Regions from separate parts of the Zea mays genome. Here region 2 is linked to region 1. Evidence: chromatin contacts called from public Hi-C data. All regions are on one chromosome and are shown on one strand. Each heading gives the region's core, a stretch centred on a gene start, on an enhancer-like site or on the middle of the called end of the contact. The rest is flanking DNA. Distances are from core to core; before and after follow the strand shown.

The links. A called contact is a pair of places that touch in the nucleus more often than the background predicts.
Region 2: a Hi-C map of leaf shows a contact between it and region 1, with 5 times the contacts expected there. The contact joins the promoter of LOC100283122 here to the promoter of LOC100217221 in region 1. A contact is called at or near these places in 2 of 25 Hi-C or Micro-C datasets (leaf and tassel).

Annotation. Positions count from the first base shown.
Region 1 is chr7:142,905,370-142,912,491 of Zm-B73-REFERENCE-NAM-5.0, reverse strand. LOC100217221 (squamosa promoter-binding protein-like (SBP domain) transcription factor family protein) reads right to left here and starts at 3,929. Exons shown (of 3, transcript NM_001359706.1): 1 at 2,707-3,929; 2 at 619-749; 3 at 1-463. The coding sequence starts at 3,203.
Region 2 is chr7:143,194,522-143,201,643 of Zm-B73-REFERENCE-NAM-5.0, reverse strand. LOC100283122 reads left to right here and starts at 3,151. Exons shown (of 5, transcript NM_001369349.1): 1 at 3,151-3,331; 2 at 3,570-3,606; 3 at 3,748-4,120; 4 at 4,226-4,345; 5 at 4,463-5,015. The coding sequence starts at 3,274. The coding sequence ends at 4,744. LOC100284840 (protein S-acyltransferase) reads left to right here. Exons shown (of 5, transcript NM_001157735.2): 5 at 1-1,099. LOC111589761 (a long non-coding RNA gene) reads right to left here and starts at 6,041. Exons shown (of 2, transcript XR_002748890.1): 1 at 5,727-6,041; 2 at 5,375-5,621.

The sequences.
Region 1 (7,122 bases), core at 2,680-5,179:
TGGTGGACGACCATCCGGCCCACGTCGACGCTGGAGGAGTTGGCGGGGGATGACAGAAGAGAGAGAGCACAATCCGAGTCGAGCACGGCGGGGGCGAGCCCGTCGGAGAACATCTTGTTGCTGCTGCTGCTCTCTGGCGGCGGCGGTGGGGCGGCGGCGGCGGCGGCCTTGAGGAGGGGCTGGCACACCGTGGACGTGGAAGAGACCTCGAGCTGCTGCGCCCCCGCGCCCGCGCTGAAGCCGCCGACCTGCTGCTGGTCGCAGCCGTCCTGGAGGAACGGGAAGCGCCGGCCTTCCTTGGACGAGTAGGCCGGCGGCGTGGAGCCCCCGCCGGCGAAGTGCGGCCTGCTGCTTAGGACCGGGTGGCGCTGGTGCGCGTAGTATGAGCCGCTGTCCTCGGATTTGATGACTCCGGGCCAGCTCGGCTCCGGCCTTGGAACCGGGAACGACGAGAACCTCGTCCCTGCACTCGAAAACGGGCATGGACAAAGAATGAAACGTGCAGCAATGCAGCATTTGCTCAACTCTTCTTTAGCGCATGCATTTTTGATGGGTTTTCGTATGGACTATCATATGATATGATACAGAGAAGAAGAAAAATGCAAGGTGGTTGCTGACCTTGTTGACTCGTCATAAAGCTCCCAGAGCTCATGGTATCTGGCTGCGGCTTCCTGCGACGCCGGTTGTGCCCATCGAGCCTCTTTCTACAGCTGCGCTTGGCCTCGTCAAACTCCGCGAGCAAGTGAAACCTGATCAAACAAATTTCAAATTCAAAACAGAACTATTATTCTCTCAGGAGGAGCCCGGACTACCACACCACTGATGCTGAACAGGGTAACGCTAACGCCCAGCCATAAATATTTCAAATTCAAAAGTGGGGCTGTGAAACGCTGCTGCCCGCAGGCGGCAAGGCGCACATGTTTTCTCACCCATTATTTAAAAATAGTACTCGCGCCTGCCTCCGGAAATAAAAGTACACGGCTGGACCACTCTCAGGTCTCAGAATGTCAGTTAACAAATTGGCTTTCAGATTAGATAAAAGTTTCACGTTCAGAGGACCTCTCTCGAGCACAGAAAACAAAAGCTGTAGTACAGCTCCTGGCGAGCATCTGGACCACGGTATAATGGCTCCAACAGATACATGCCAGTACGCCGCCCCTACCGACGACATGTTGAGGAGCACTTGATAAAGCCTGCAAAGCAGTGTGGCGATCTCGCTTTGCTCTACTAGCTACACAAGGTAATCAATCATTGGGAAAGCGGCTCTTGCAGCCCCACTGAAAAATAAAAAAATTTCGGAAGAACAAACAAGTGCACACTGTATTTGCATTGTTTAAAGGTACTCTCAGATACACAGATAGTTGGTCAACATATAAAAGGTGGCACAGACATGTGAAATGTGTGTAGTACTTGAAGCAGCTGCCTCCTAAGAGGCTGACACAAGGTCTTAGTGGTTAAACAGAGACTCAACAGGCAAAATAGCTACACCCTTAACCATGCAGAAAAAGGTTCGCTTACTGTCTCTCAAATAGCAAATTCCTACGTCTCAGGCATGTTACATTGCCCTCCCTGCACATGAATGCGGTTGTACATGGCCAGCACCTAGCAGACCAGGAGCAAGCAAGGTAGATGTGGTAGGCCAGTTTCTGCTGGAAATTAAATAGAAGAGGTTCACGTTCAACATCCCTAAGCATAAAGAGCCCCCACACCCACAAAAAAAAACAGAACAAATACTGTTGCGCGGAAAGGATACATGAAAACAAAAAATGCAAGAAACATACAGATCTCATTATTAATTCAGCAAGGAAAGGTTTTCAGAAAGGTACGTATGCAACAACTTGAAAAGATGGGGCTTGAAGATTTGAGGGTTCTTGTCAAAGCAAAAAACTACTGCACAGATCCTGCGTCCTCTGTGTTTTGTACTGGCGCAGAGAAGCACCAATTTGATGACTGATTCAGAACCTCATCCCAGGTACAAGTTCCAATTCATCGTTTTCACTTCTAAACTTAGCCGAAGACGACGAAAGCTATACAGGTGTGAGGAGGTCAGGTGAAGAAACACCAATTGCAAGCCTGCTACAAGAAAAGATGATCCTGGCTTTTGCCGGGTAATGGTTGGTTCTCACTGATGGGTTAGAAAGCTGGTATGCGTAAGTAGAAAAAGAGGTGGTGTTAATTCAGGCAATACTTGTTGACATGCAAAAGGGAAACAGGGAAAAGATCGGTGTACGTTCGTATGAAAAGGCTGAAAAAGTGGAGCCGGGAAAGTTAAAGCTGTGCATCCCTGATTGAAGCAAAACAGCCACTCAGGCAGGTGTAGGCTAATTTTTAAGCTCAAGTTCATCATATCTGTGGCTGTTGGTGACCAATTGGCGAGAATCTGAACTCTGAAGCAGAGAGAGAGGGAGGGAGGCAGGGCAAAAGAAAGAACTGATTTGGCATTTTCACTTTGAACAAAGGGGAAGGCAAGGAATAATCAGCAGTAAAAAGTAAAAGCTGTGGAGAAAAGATGTCTGGGTGTAAATCAGTCGGTTTGCTGATTGGTAGTACCAATTTTCAACAATTCAAGCAAGCGACCCTTTTCCAGAATTCCAGGCAACCAGCAGCAGGTTCATGCAATTACATCGACGTTTTCAGATGAAGTGAATTGAGAGAAGAGAAGGGATGGGATTGGCTTTGGCCTGGAACTGGAGTTGGCGTATATACCTGCTGCACTGCTGGCAGAAGCGCATCTCGCGGCCGGCGACGGCGACGACGGGCGTCTTGGAGTGCGCCTCGCAGACCTTGTGGCGGCGGTGGTAGTCGCGACACTTGCTGAGGTCGGCCTTGCAGCCGTCCACCGCGCACGACGGGCACTGCGCCCCGGCGGCGCCACCGGGCCCCGAGCGCGGGCGCTTCATCGGGCTAGCGGACGGCGGCGCCGCGGCCGCGGCCGCGGCCGCTGCCACTACCGGCTCCTTCGTCCCGTCCGCAGCCCCGAACTCGCCGAGCCCGCCGAGCTTGAGGTCCACGGAGCACTCCGCCCGGCTCGGCGCCCCGCGCGGTGCCGCCGCGGGGGGAGGCCCAGCAGCTGCGGCGGCAATGCCCGACGCCGCCGCGGGGGAAGGCGCGGCGGAGGCGGCGGCGGCGATGGGCGGCGGCACGGCGTCGTGCTCCAGGTCGGGCAGGTCCCAGGAAACCGGCATCTTGAGATCCCAATCCATGAATGGGAACGGCGCGGGCGATGGATAGCAAGCTCGACCGTTTCCCCGTCGGCCAGTGCAGAGCTAGGCGCCGCGTGCCCGTGCCCGTGCCCGTGCCCGTGGCCGAGCTGGAGCTCTGTGTGCGTGTCTTTCACGGCCAGGACAGTGCCGCGGCCGGTTTGTTGGGTTCCCCTGTCCCTCTCATCCTATAGGCCGCTCTGCCGCGGGGAGGGTGGCAACGAGCCAGCCAGACACCGAGGGGAGTTATTGCCTGGGCACCACCGCGCGCGCACAGAAGCGAACAAATCGAGCACGGGAACAGGGCAAATGCCGCAGATCAGCAGGGGGGGCTGCTGAGCTTATCCTGATGGGGAGGAGAGAGAGAGAGAAACAAACAGCCAGCCAGAGGGAGGGAGATGAGCTGCCGCTAGAGCTAGATGCCGGGCGGTGCCCGGTGGTGTCGAAGCGAGTGGTGCGCGGAGGGGGATGTGCTACTGCAGTCTGCTTGGTGGGAGGGGAGCCGTGGAAGTGGAAGTGAGGAACAACCGAACAAGCAGGCGCAAGACCAGCACCAGTGCACCACCACCACCACCACCACCGAGGAAGAGGAGGCCAGGCACAGCCACAGCCAGTACGTGCTCGCAGAGGCAAGTGCAGCGCAGGTGTATCAGTGTAGTTGTGTGGATTGCGAGTGGTGTGGTGTGGAGGGCTACCTCTATCAGCTAGAGCTCAGCTCAGCTTTCAGACCTCAACTGATGAGGGCGTGGATCAGTGGATGGATGCATGCCCATCTTATACTAATCACTCGACTCCACTATTCTATTATTACGATAACAAAAACAAAAACTATTTTTTTGTATGGATTTGTTTTTCTTCGTTCCACTGCGAAATGCAACATTGCTTGCAGTAGCCATTCATCAGGGCCACCATCAATCCCCTGACAGGGATTCTAAAGGCGACGGGCCCCGCAGCGGGCGCCAGGTGCCATGTTCATCCTTTAACACCAGCATGGAACCCTTGTGCTGCTGCGCGCAATTATTGGGGGGAGGGGGGGTTGGTTCGGGGGGTCTTCGCCGCCGCCTGCAGTGCTTTGCTTTGGCCGGCCCTCCCTAGCTAGCTTGCAGCAGAGGAGACGGGTGGGCATTACTTCTCTTGGCTTCTTGTTAGCGAGGTTGGTTGAGTGGGGGAAGAGGACTGAGGAAGGTTTAATGAGTGTCATCAAGGGCTGGGCTACAGTAGAGCGACTAGTGTTTTTTTCTCTCTCTTTCTCTCTCTCTCTCTCTATACTTAAAAACAACAGTGTGGTAGCTCACTCATGTAGTCATGTGTGTGTGACTGAGGAGCATGTGAAGGCACTGTGCTACAATAGTTTGGGAAGCTGGATTGTTTGAAAATATAATAATGTTACTTTCCTCCTAAGGCCCTTTTCGTTTTGTGCCAATCCATAGGGATTGAGGGGGATTAAATCCCCTACAAGTCAAAATCCTCTCCAATCCCTTCCAATCCCCCTCAATCCCTATGGTTTTGGGATCAAACGAACATGGCCTAAGGGAGGAGGGAAAAAAAATCAAACTTCTGTTCAGCATGATTGCGAGGCTACTGTGCTAAAATAGTGCGTACGTGATGGTTAATCGGATTACTATATTGGTCACGTAGCTAGTCTGATCCATGCATCCGTCAAAAGGCAAGTAATTTCGATTTTTTTTTCTATCTCCAGCGGCGAATCCTCGAAATATGTCTAGTCAGAAGAAAGCTGGAGCTGCAAATGCATGTTATTGTTCCACGGATCGATCCATTTGCTACATAGGAGTACGTATATAGCAATTGGAAACAGCTTGAGGCCCTGTTTTGAATTGTAGTATTTTTGCAGTTTTGAAACAATACTATAATGTTTGATGATACTATAATATTGGAGCTCAAAAGGTGTTTGATTTAAACAGTCAAAAACTCATTTTTAAATACCATGGTGTATCCAAAACTGTGGTATTTTTGGAGTTTTCGAAACTCCACTTAGGACCCCAGTCTTATTCTTTCTTTCTACATATACTTTGTTTTTCCAATAAACCAAACAGATTTCGGTTTTGAACAATACTGTAGTTTTACAGTACCGTAGTATTTATGTCATGTACAATTATAAGTATCTCAAAACTACAGTATTTCAAAACTACATTCCCATACAGTCCCTGAGTTTTTAAGCAGTCCATGTGTTTCAAAACATGAATTTAGTATGCCTCTCGTTCAAAAAAATAATAATTTTTGGAGACCACGGACACAGAGCGAATTTGGCTCGCTGGGCCTAGCATGTTTCTTGGAGTGTATCGAATCAAAGCTAGCCTGCCTTTGGAACCAAACACGTCCCTAATGCGTGCATGCTAGTACTACCTCGATCGTTAAGCTAATTGCTAGGTGGCTTTTAATATGCCCGTTCATGTCAGTTCCAAATCCAAACGCATGTGCTTCGTCTAAAGAGGATATATGCATGATAAAATACTCGATCTGCGCGCGTCGACAAGAAATATCCAATTGCCTTTGACGCTTCTCAGTTCTCTCCCTGCTGTCAGGGAAAAGTACGGTTAGCAAATATATATCTTATTCTTATCCACAAAGCTCGCAAAACATTGCAACATGGGTAGACCACACAGTCTGATTCCATAGCGAAATTCCTCAGCAAAGGTTGCACTTGAATACCAGTTTAATATCTCCCCCCAAAATCCAAGATCCCAGCATGTTCCAACTGCATCTCTCACCAGAACCCGGATCCCTCTGATCTGGTCCAATTCTTTTCTCCAAAAGAAAGATAGAGAGAGAGAGAGTTGGTGCATGCATGGTCCATTTCTCCAACACAAGTACATTCCTTTTTTTTAATCAATATTATATGGCGTCAGCTTGCATATTGTCGCCACATGTGGCTCCAGACCTTCATGGGAATTTGTGCACGAGTTTTTTTTTTGGTGTCCTCAGCCCTCAGGATTCAGGAGTCAGGACATAGGGCCGGTTGGTAGGTTTGTTTGTCCCTGACATTGTTGCTGGGCGTAGGATCGATGGCTCTAGAAAAAGAAACGAATAAAAGGGATGAAAGATTGAAAGGTGAAAGATATATTGCACTACGTACCACATGATCGCGGCCTCTTCATTAGTTTGCAAAATTAACACGGAGGGGAAGAGCTATAGCATGGAATGATTGGCCACATAATATCTGCTTTCTTGCTTGTCCGTATGCAACTTTTGTCACGCTTATGCCACTCTAGAATGGACTGTAATAGGTCGTTTATAATGCTACTCTCGAAAAAAAGCCACATCTATCTGAGGTGTTGTTTGGTTCACGAAATGTAACGTAAAAGATAATAGTAATGGTTTACACTCGATTACGGACGGTAACAAGTTTGAATAGTCCGATATCAATTTTTAGTATGATATCTGATTACGGTTAGACTAAAACAAACATGATTTAACGTTATCACTTACCCATTTGTCGGGGACCATAATTAGGGGTACCCCCAAGACTCCTAAATCTCAGCTGGTAACCCCCATCAGCACAAAGCTGCAAAGGTCTAATGGGCACGATTCAGGTCAAGGCTCCGTCCAGTCAAGGGACACGATCTCGCCTCGCCCGAGTCCAGCCTCGGGCAAAGGCAGCCGACCAGGAGGATTCACGTCTCGCCCGAGGGTCCCCTCAAGCAACGGACGCACCCTCGGCTCGCCCGAGGCCCAGGCTTCGCGGAGAAGCAACCTTGGCCAGATCGCCACGCCAACCGACCGTATCGCAGGAGCATTTAATGCAAGGATCGACTGATACCTTATCCTGACGCGCGCTCCTCAGTCGACAGGGCCAAAGTGACCGCAGTCACTTCGCCGCTCCACTGACCGACCTGACAGGAAAACAACGTCGCCTGCCCTGCTCCGACTGCTGTGCCACTCGACACAGTGAGGCTGACAGCAG
Region 2 (7,122 bases), core at 1,902-4,401, 290 kb before region 1:
GCTTTCTTACTCAGTTGTCCTGAGAGCGCATCAGTTCTGATGGTTTGCTTCCCGTTTGGTGTTTTAAGCAAAAATAACAGAAGAGCCCCTTAACTCCCCCTGTTGTTTGGATTATCCACTGTATATATGTATCTTTGCAAATCGGAATTGCCTGCAGAGAAGATTTGTCATGTTTGGCTTTCGCGATTCTAGTTTCTTCACGCCCTTCAGATTTGCACTGTGTTGGAACGGAGTCGCGCGGGCTTTCTATTCACTTTTATGAGCATGTAGCGGGAAGTCGAGCCGGCCCAATCATATCCCCTGTGTGAATGAATGGTCAGTGCGGATGTTCAGGGACGATGGAATCTCTGTTGCTCTCCGGACACAAGTAGGCCACGACAGCACCGCACTTAAGGTACGATCCCTTCCTACGCTACCACTAGTAGACAGATGCTACACATATACATGGTGGATACTTTAATGTGTGAGCACGTCCTAGACTCCCCAGATAGAACGCGCAAGCAATAATACCAAAACGTCCCTAGCATGGAAAGTTGCAGTGAGCAGCGAAAGAGGATACAGATCGATGGTCGAGTCTGAGTCAGACGATACGAGGAGAAGCACGCAACGCAGCACCAAGCAAACCAGGGCGCGTGCGAGGGCTTTGCTGCTGTGTCCAGACAGATCCTGCAACAACTTGCCCCGCTGCCTTTGCCTTCTCTCCCGTTCGAGGAAATGCTGCATGCTTGGTGCTGACCGGCCGGCAAAGATTCCCTCCCCGTACACGATCGTTCTCCACTCCGGCAGCGGCAGGCACTTCTAGCCCTCGCCGACTTTCTCCTTTCTAAAGGCGAGAGGCGCGCGCGGTTCGGCAGCCGCTGCATTATTGTTCACTAGCGGCAGCAGGCAGCAGCTGATGGACGCCCGGATCTCAGCTGGTAGTGGTAGGGTGTAGGCGCGAGTGAATGTGAACCGGGCGGGCACCAGCGTCCAGCAGGAAGCCAGGAAGGCAGGCATTCTTCCGCCTGCGAGCGGATGCGATGCAGCTGTAAACCTGCAACTAGGGTCCGATCAATGGCCGGTCTATGAATCCACGATGCCGAGAGTTTGGTAACTTTACTAGAGCAGGTATAACCTAGTGTCCCCTTGCTCGGTTTTTTTTAAGTAGAAGAGACGTCTAAGAAACCGCATCATACAACTACAACTCTAAAGTCTGAACCACTAGAATATTAGTGCAGTTAAGAGATAATATTTGTAAAAAGTCGTGAAGAGACGGACTCTTCGCGAGTAACTTATCTCTTGATTTTTTTTTGTACTTAACCCTATAGAAAACAGATCTCTCTTATATATATGCCCTTAGTACAGAAATACGAATATCGCTCCGCACTGCGAAGTGCGTATGAGGGCATGTACAATGGGTGTCTTAAGTTGTGTCTTAGAGTGTGTCTAGGGGGGTGAATGTAAAAAATCTCAAGACACGTATCTTGACGAAGACACAGTGTCTTAGCTCTATATTCGAGACAGGAGACTATCTGATTGGTCACTTTAATTTATTGAATGTTTTGATTGGTACAATGAATATGATAAGACACATGTTTTAGACATGACCACTGTATTATGTTGTGTTTTAGCTGTGTCTTATACTTGGAGTACCGTGCAGCTGTATCTAGGTTGTACATGCCCTGAAACGTCGACCGAACCATGCATGCATGCATGCATACACATCGGCACACGTGCATGTGCGACGGACAACAATTCACACACGTGTGCGTCAAGTGGAAGGGAAAATAAAGGGCCTAACCCTGGCCGCACATACTCACCAGTCACCACCAGGCACCAGTGAAAGCGAAAGAGAGGGTTTGCGGACGCGGCCGTTCGGCTCATGTACGCGTCAACACGACATATATATGCATGCTGAGCTATTCATCATCTCTATTGCCGGAGAGTGTGGATACGTGTCCGTCAGCCATTGGAGGTCTAGATCTAGCTAAGTACTAGCTAGTAGAAGCTTCTTTGATCATTGATGTACGGGGCCAGGTCTAAACGACCCTGCGCGTCAGTGGTTTTACGTCCGGAAACGTACGTTAGTTATTGTCTTCTTCTGTGCAGACTTTACTATAGCCAAATCCTATAAGCTATCACTTAAGAAAGAAGAAGAGATTATTAGCTGTTAGAAAGGTTTTAGATATTCTGTTATATAGTCACTGCTATAGCAGATTGAGATAGGGCTGCAGCTCTAGATGTTTATATATACAAGTTAGAAGGAATAATCCGCTATTGATTCATTTAGCTCGATCTCTACTAAGTGTGGGTACAGCTGAGCGCACTTTGTTCAGTTAAAACTATATGTACAACACAAAGACTACCTTGTCTGTGGTTGTCTAATTTAGAATCATGATATTTGAGTTGTGTGCTTTTCTTCCCTTAGGTAGTTGGCAGGGATATACGGAGGAGGATTCATGGATAGTTGGTAGGGATACAGAGGAGGAGGATACGAGTATGAAAAGAGAGGTTCAGGGAACAAGGATGGACGACAGAATCATCCGTCTAACGTTGATGTATGAGAGCAAGACCATTAAAGGAGACATACGGGGTGTCGAGACATTATAGAAATTGGTCGTATTAAGCAAATCGATAAAGGTTTCAAAGTTCAAACTTCACCTGAGATTCATTTTGGAATATAGAGTAGTAGGCTACAATATAAAGAAAGACAAACAAATTGGAGAGTGTGGGGGGTGTGAATGGAACCCAAACACCCCAAGACGCATCTAAGTTTTTTTTTCCAAAAAACTTGAACTTCAAACGTCCAAAAGATGTGAACCAATCAAGAGATGGCATATAACAACAGGTGATCGGTTCGGGTCGGTACCGATCGATCTCCAGTACGCGGAGATATCGACGGGTTCGACCTCAATACGATTGGTATGCACCAGACCGATTGGTCGACATGCCCATCAATTGGCTAACCGAATCAATTGGCTAACCGAATCAATCGATGTTAAAGTCGAGCTAGTCGGTATTGACCGACACATTCACCACGTCAGCAATTGATATCGACCAGCACTAGAACCAACCTAATAAGTAGGGTAACATACACGCGGTAACTAATGTGACCCAGAGCTCTTCTATATAAACAGTGGTTCCCTGCACAATGTGATTCATCGCATACAGGGGCAAGAGTGTAGTGGCGTAGGAGCAAAGTTGGTCTCTGATCTTTCCCCTGCAAGGGAAAGAGAAGAACAGAGACACACCAGTGTATAGGGTTTCGGCTTGCCTGTGCGTGTTACTGTCGCAATGGCAGGAGGTCTCTTCTCCATGGAGCACCCATGGGCCTCTGTTTTTGGCATTCTAGGTACGCTGCTGCCTGTGCTGTGTTGTGCACCAGGAATGCTGGATTTCGTTCTCACCGTACGATACGACTTGCATGCATGGCAGCATGATCGATGGCATGATGCGTGCCAAACGATTGCTCGTCGTCGTCATCATCATCACTCATCAGTGTTTTTTTTACACCGAGTGAAAATATTCCCACAGGTTTACTGACAGAAATTCCCATATGATATGTATCTTCCTTTGTTAATTTCCTGCAGGCAACATCATCTCATTTCTGGTGTTCCTCGCACCAGTGTAAGTGCACTGTATATACACACGAGCATGCATGCATCTGCCCTAGCTAAAAGTTGCTGTGAGCACTGCTGATGAAATAGGGATCTGCAGACCACGTATATGAATGAACGAATGAATGAATGAACTTGTGCATGCATGCAGGCCGACGTTCCTCCGCGTGTACCGGAAGAAGTCGACGGAGGGGTTCAGCTCGGTGCCGTATGTGGTGGCTCTGTTCAGCTGCACGCTGTGGATCCTGTACGCGCTGGTGAAGACCAACTCCAGCCCGCTGCTGACCATCAACGCCTTCGGGTGCGTGGTGGAGGCCGCCTACATCCTCCTCTACCTCGTCTACGCGCCGCGGGGCGCCAGGCTGAGGGCGCTCGCCTCCTTCCTCCTCCTCGACGTGGCCGCCTTCTCGCTCGTCGCCGTCGTCACCGTCGTGCTCGTCGCGGAGCCGCACCGCGTCAGGGTGCTCGGCAGCGTCTGCCTCGCCTTCTCCATGGCCGTCTTCGTCGCCCCCCTGAGCGTCATCGTAAGCTCGCTCGCTCGACGCATATATGCGTATATCTCATATATATTTGCATGCATTTGATTGACGTGCATGCGGGTCCATGCTGTGCATACGTACGTACATCAGTTCGTTGTGATCAGGACGAAGAGTGCCGAGTTCATGCCCTTCACCCTCTCCTTCTTCCTCACCCTCAGCGCCGTCGCCTGGTTCTTGTACGGCCTCTTCACCAAGGACCCCTACGTCACGGTACGGTCACCAAATCGCCATGCGACGCATGATTACGATTTACGAACGTGAGATTGTGAGAAGCATGCAATAATAAGTCGATGGACGTGAGTGATTCTTTGTTCTGCATGCATGCAGCTCCCGAACGTGGGCGGCTTCTTCTTCGGGTGCATCCAGATGGTGCTCTACTGCTGCTACCGGAAGCGCAAGCCGGCGTCCGTGGTCGTCCTGCCGACGACGACGGCCGCCGCAGCCGTGGCACAGCAGCTGGAGGCGGAGATGGAGCTGCCCCTCGCCGCCCACCAGCACCAGCTGGCCGTGGCCGTACTGCCCACGTGCGCGGCCCCGGTGCTGGCCGAGCTGCAGAAGCTGGAGGAGGCGATGGGGTCGCCGCGCAAGGGCGGCGTCAAGGCCATCTGACCATGGCCTGCGATGAACCGCGCGCGATGCATGCATGTCCTGCTCTAGTGCTAGCTGGATCAGTTGCGTGCTTATTTGATTATTGTTATGCATGGCTTGGTAGATCCGAATTATTAACTGACTGCAAGTAGACAGACATATATATGCGTGTGCCTTCTTTTCTTTACTATTATATATATAATCGTTCGTTTGTGTGTTCTTAATTATATATAGCTATATATAAGCTTGCTTGTATTGGAGATGGATAAATTAATCTGGTGGGTTGTGCAATAAAAGAAGAGAACATATCTAATGCACATGGAAGATTGGTGTACATGATGCACATATTAAATCATCACCACTAATTTTAGATCTAACGTCTCTAGTTGTTTGGTATATTTTGCTAAGGACACCCTCCAACGTGGTGGTGTGTAATGGTGGAAGGTGTTATTTGTAAATTGAATGATCAACTAGAGACATTAGATTTAAAATGAGTGATGGTGATTTAATATGTGCACCATGTGCACCAATCCTCCATGTGCACCAGATATGTCCTCATAAAAGAAGGGTGCACGCTCTTTAAGCTACTACTACTTTGTGAATTGTGACCCACTGGCGCAGCGCATATGTTGTCGGTGGCTTCTGGTTAGAGATGGCAACGGGTACGTACCCGCCGGATATTATCTTTTCATACTCGCACCTGCGACAAAAAAATGTACCCGGCACAATACCCATACCCGGTTCGGGTAGAAATGTTTACCCATGCCTGTACCCAAGTGGATATTGTTACCCGACGGGTAACCCATACCCGGCAGGTGCTTTTGGGTCTCCATCGCCGTTGTTGCTCTTGTCCTTCGGATCCGGCAGGCGGTGCTCGGTCGAAGTGGCAGCGGCATCCCTTTGGGACGGCGGGGCGTCAGCAAAGGGCGAGACGAAGATGCGGTCATGCGGAGCTACAAGGTTAAGACGAGGAAGAGGAACGAGGTTCAAGAAGAAGCATCACCGGCCGTCGTCGTTTGTGGTGTCATTGGTCACCGCCATGGATGCAGGAGCAGCCGAGGAGGACTGCAGGAGGGTGGACCGCTGGACTGCTGGAGGCAGGAGCAGGATGCCTCAGCCGCTCAGCGTCTCAGCGACTCAGCATGGGGAGTTGGGGACTGGCGCTTGGGGTTTTGGGAGAGCGAGCGCCGACCGAGCGTCCGAGGTCCGAGCGGAGAGCCAGCGGCGGCGGCGGCGCGGGTTGGGGCTTGGCGCTTGGGGTTTTGGGAGAGCGAGCTGGGGCTTGCTGTTTGCAGTTTGCTTGTCGAGTGCTTGACCGGTCCGCAGACCACAGCGGTGCAGCACACACAAGCGGCAAGACGGCAAAAGTAGAGATGGCAACGCACCGCTTGAGTTGAGGCCTGCTTCACCGCTTGACTTGAGTGCTTGACGGCCCACTTGTCAGCCACTTAGCCTGCTTGCCCGTGTATATGAATTGGCGGGTAGAAATTACTCACGGGTAGACGGGTATAGATACTACGCAGCCGAACCCGACGTACCCGCGGGTGACAAAATATTTCCACACCCGCCTCTATACCGGGTAAAACCTATCGAGTTTGCGGGTTTCAAGTACCCATTGCCATCTCTACTTCTGGTTGGTTCAGTGACCAAACCAGTCGACTGGGCCCAGTGGTCACTCAAACTACCCAGGGATTAGGCCCATCAGGAATCCAGAAAATCCAAACCAGTAGAGAATTCGGCCCATGCAGTCCACTTAAGCACCCACTTCAGGACCAGACCAAAATTACATATCCGCAATTCCGCATGCACCATTTCCTCACCTCCATTTCGCTGCCCAGTGGACCCAGTAATCTTATCTATTAAAACCCCATGGTGTTTGGGCGCCTCCACGCGCTTCAGGCCTAGTTTGGATACTTTGGGATTAGAGTGTTTTGAAGGGATTGGAGAGGATGTAAATCCCTAATAGATCAAATACTCTCTTAATACATCTCAATCCACTCTAATACCAGTCATTATTAGAGTATCCAAACTAGACCTCACGGGGTTTCCTTCTCACCGGTGTCGACGTGTGGCGGGGCAGAAGACAAAGGCGTCATGAATCCAAAGATTTTATCAAATCAGGTTGAGTATGCTTTTTTTAGCCTCCTTTCCCCCTCCCTCGATGCCTCCTGCCCACGAGGCCACCACGTTTTCGTCGCCACAGTTGCCAGCTCAGAGCTTTCCCTCCTCTGCTTCCTCCTCATCGTGGTCTACCTTCACGTCACTCTGCTCGAGCTCGCCACCCGCTTGGAAACTCTTGACGATCGCAGTGGAACTCCGTGGCCACGGGCAGTTCGTGGAGGACGATGGTGGCGTGGCCTCTGGGGACAGGAAAAGGAGGGAGCAGTAGGACAGTCGTC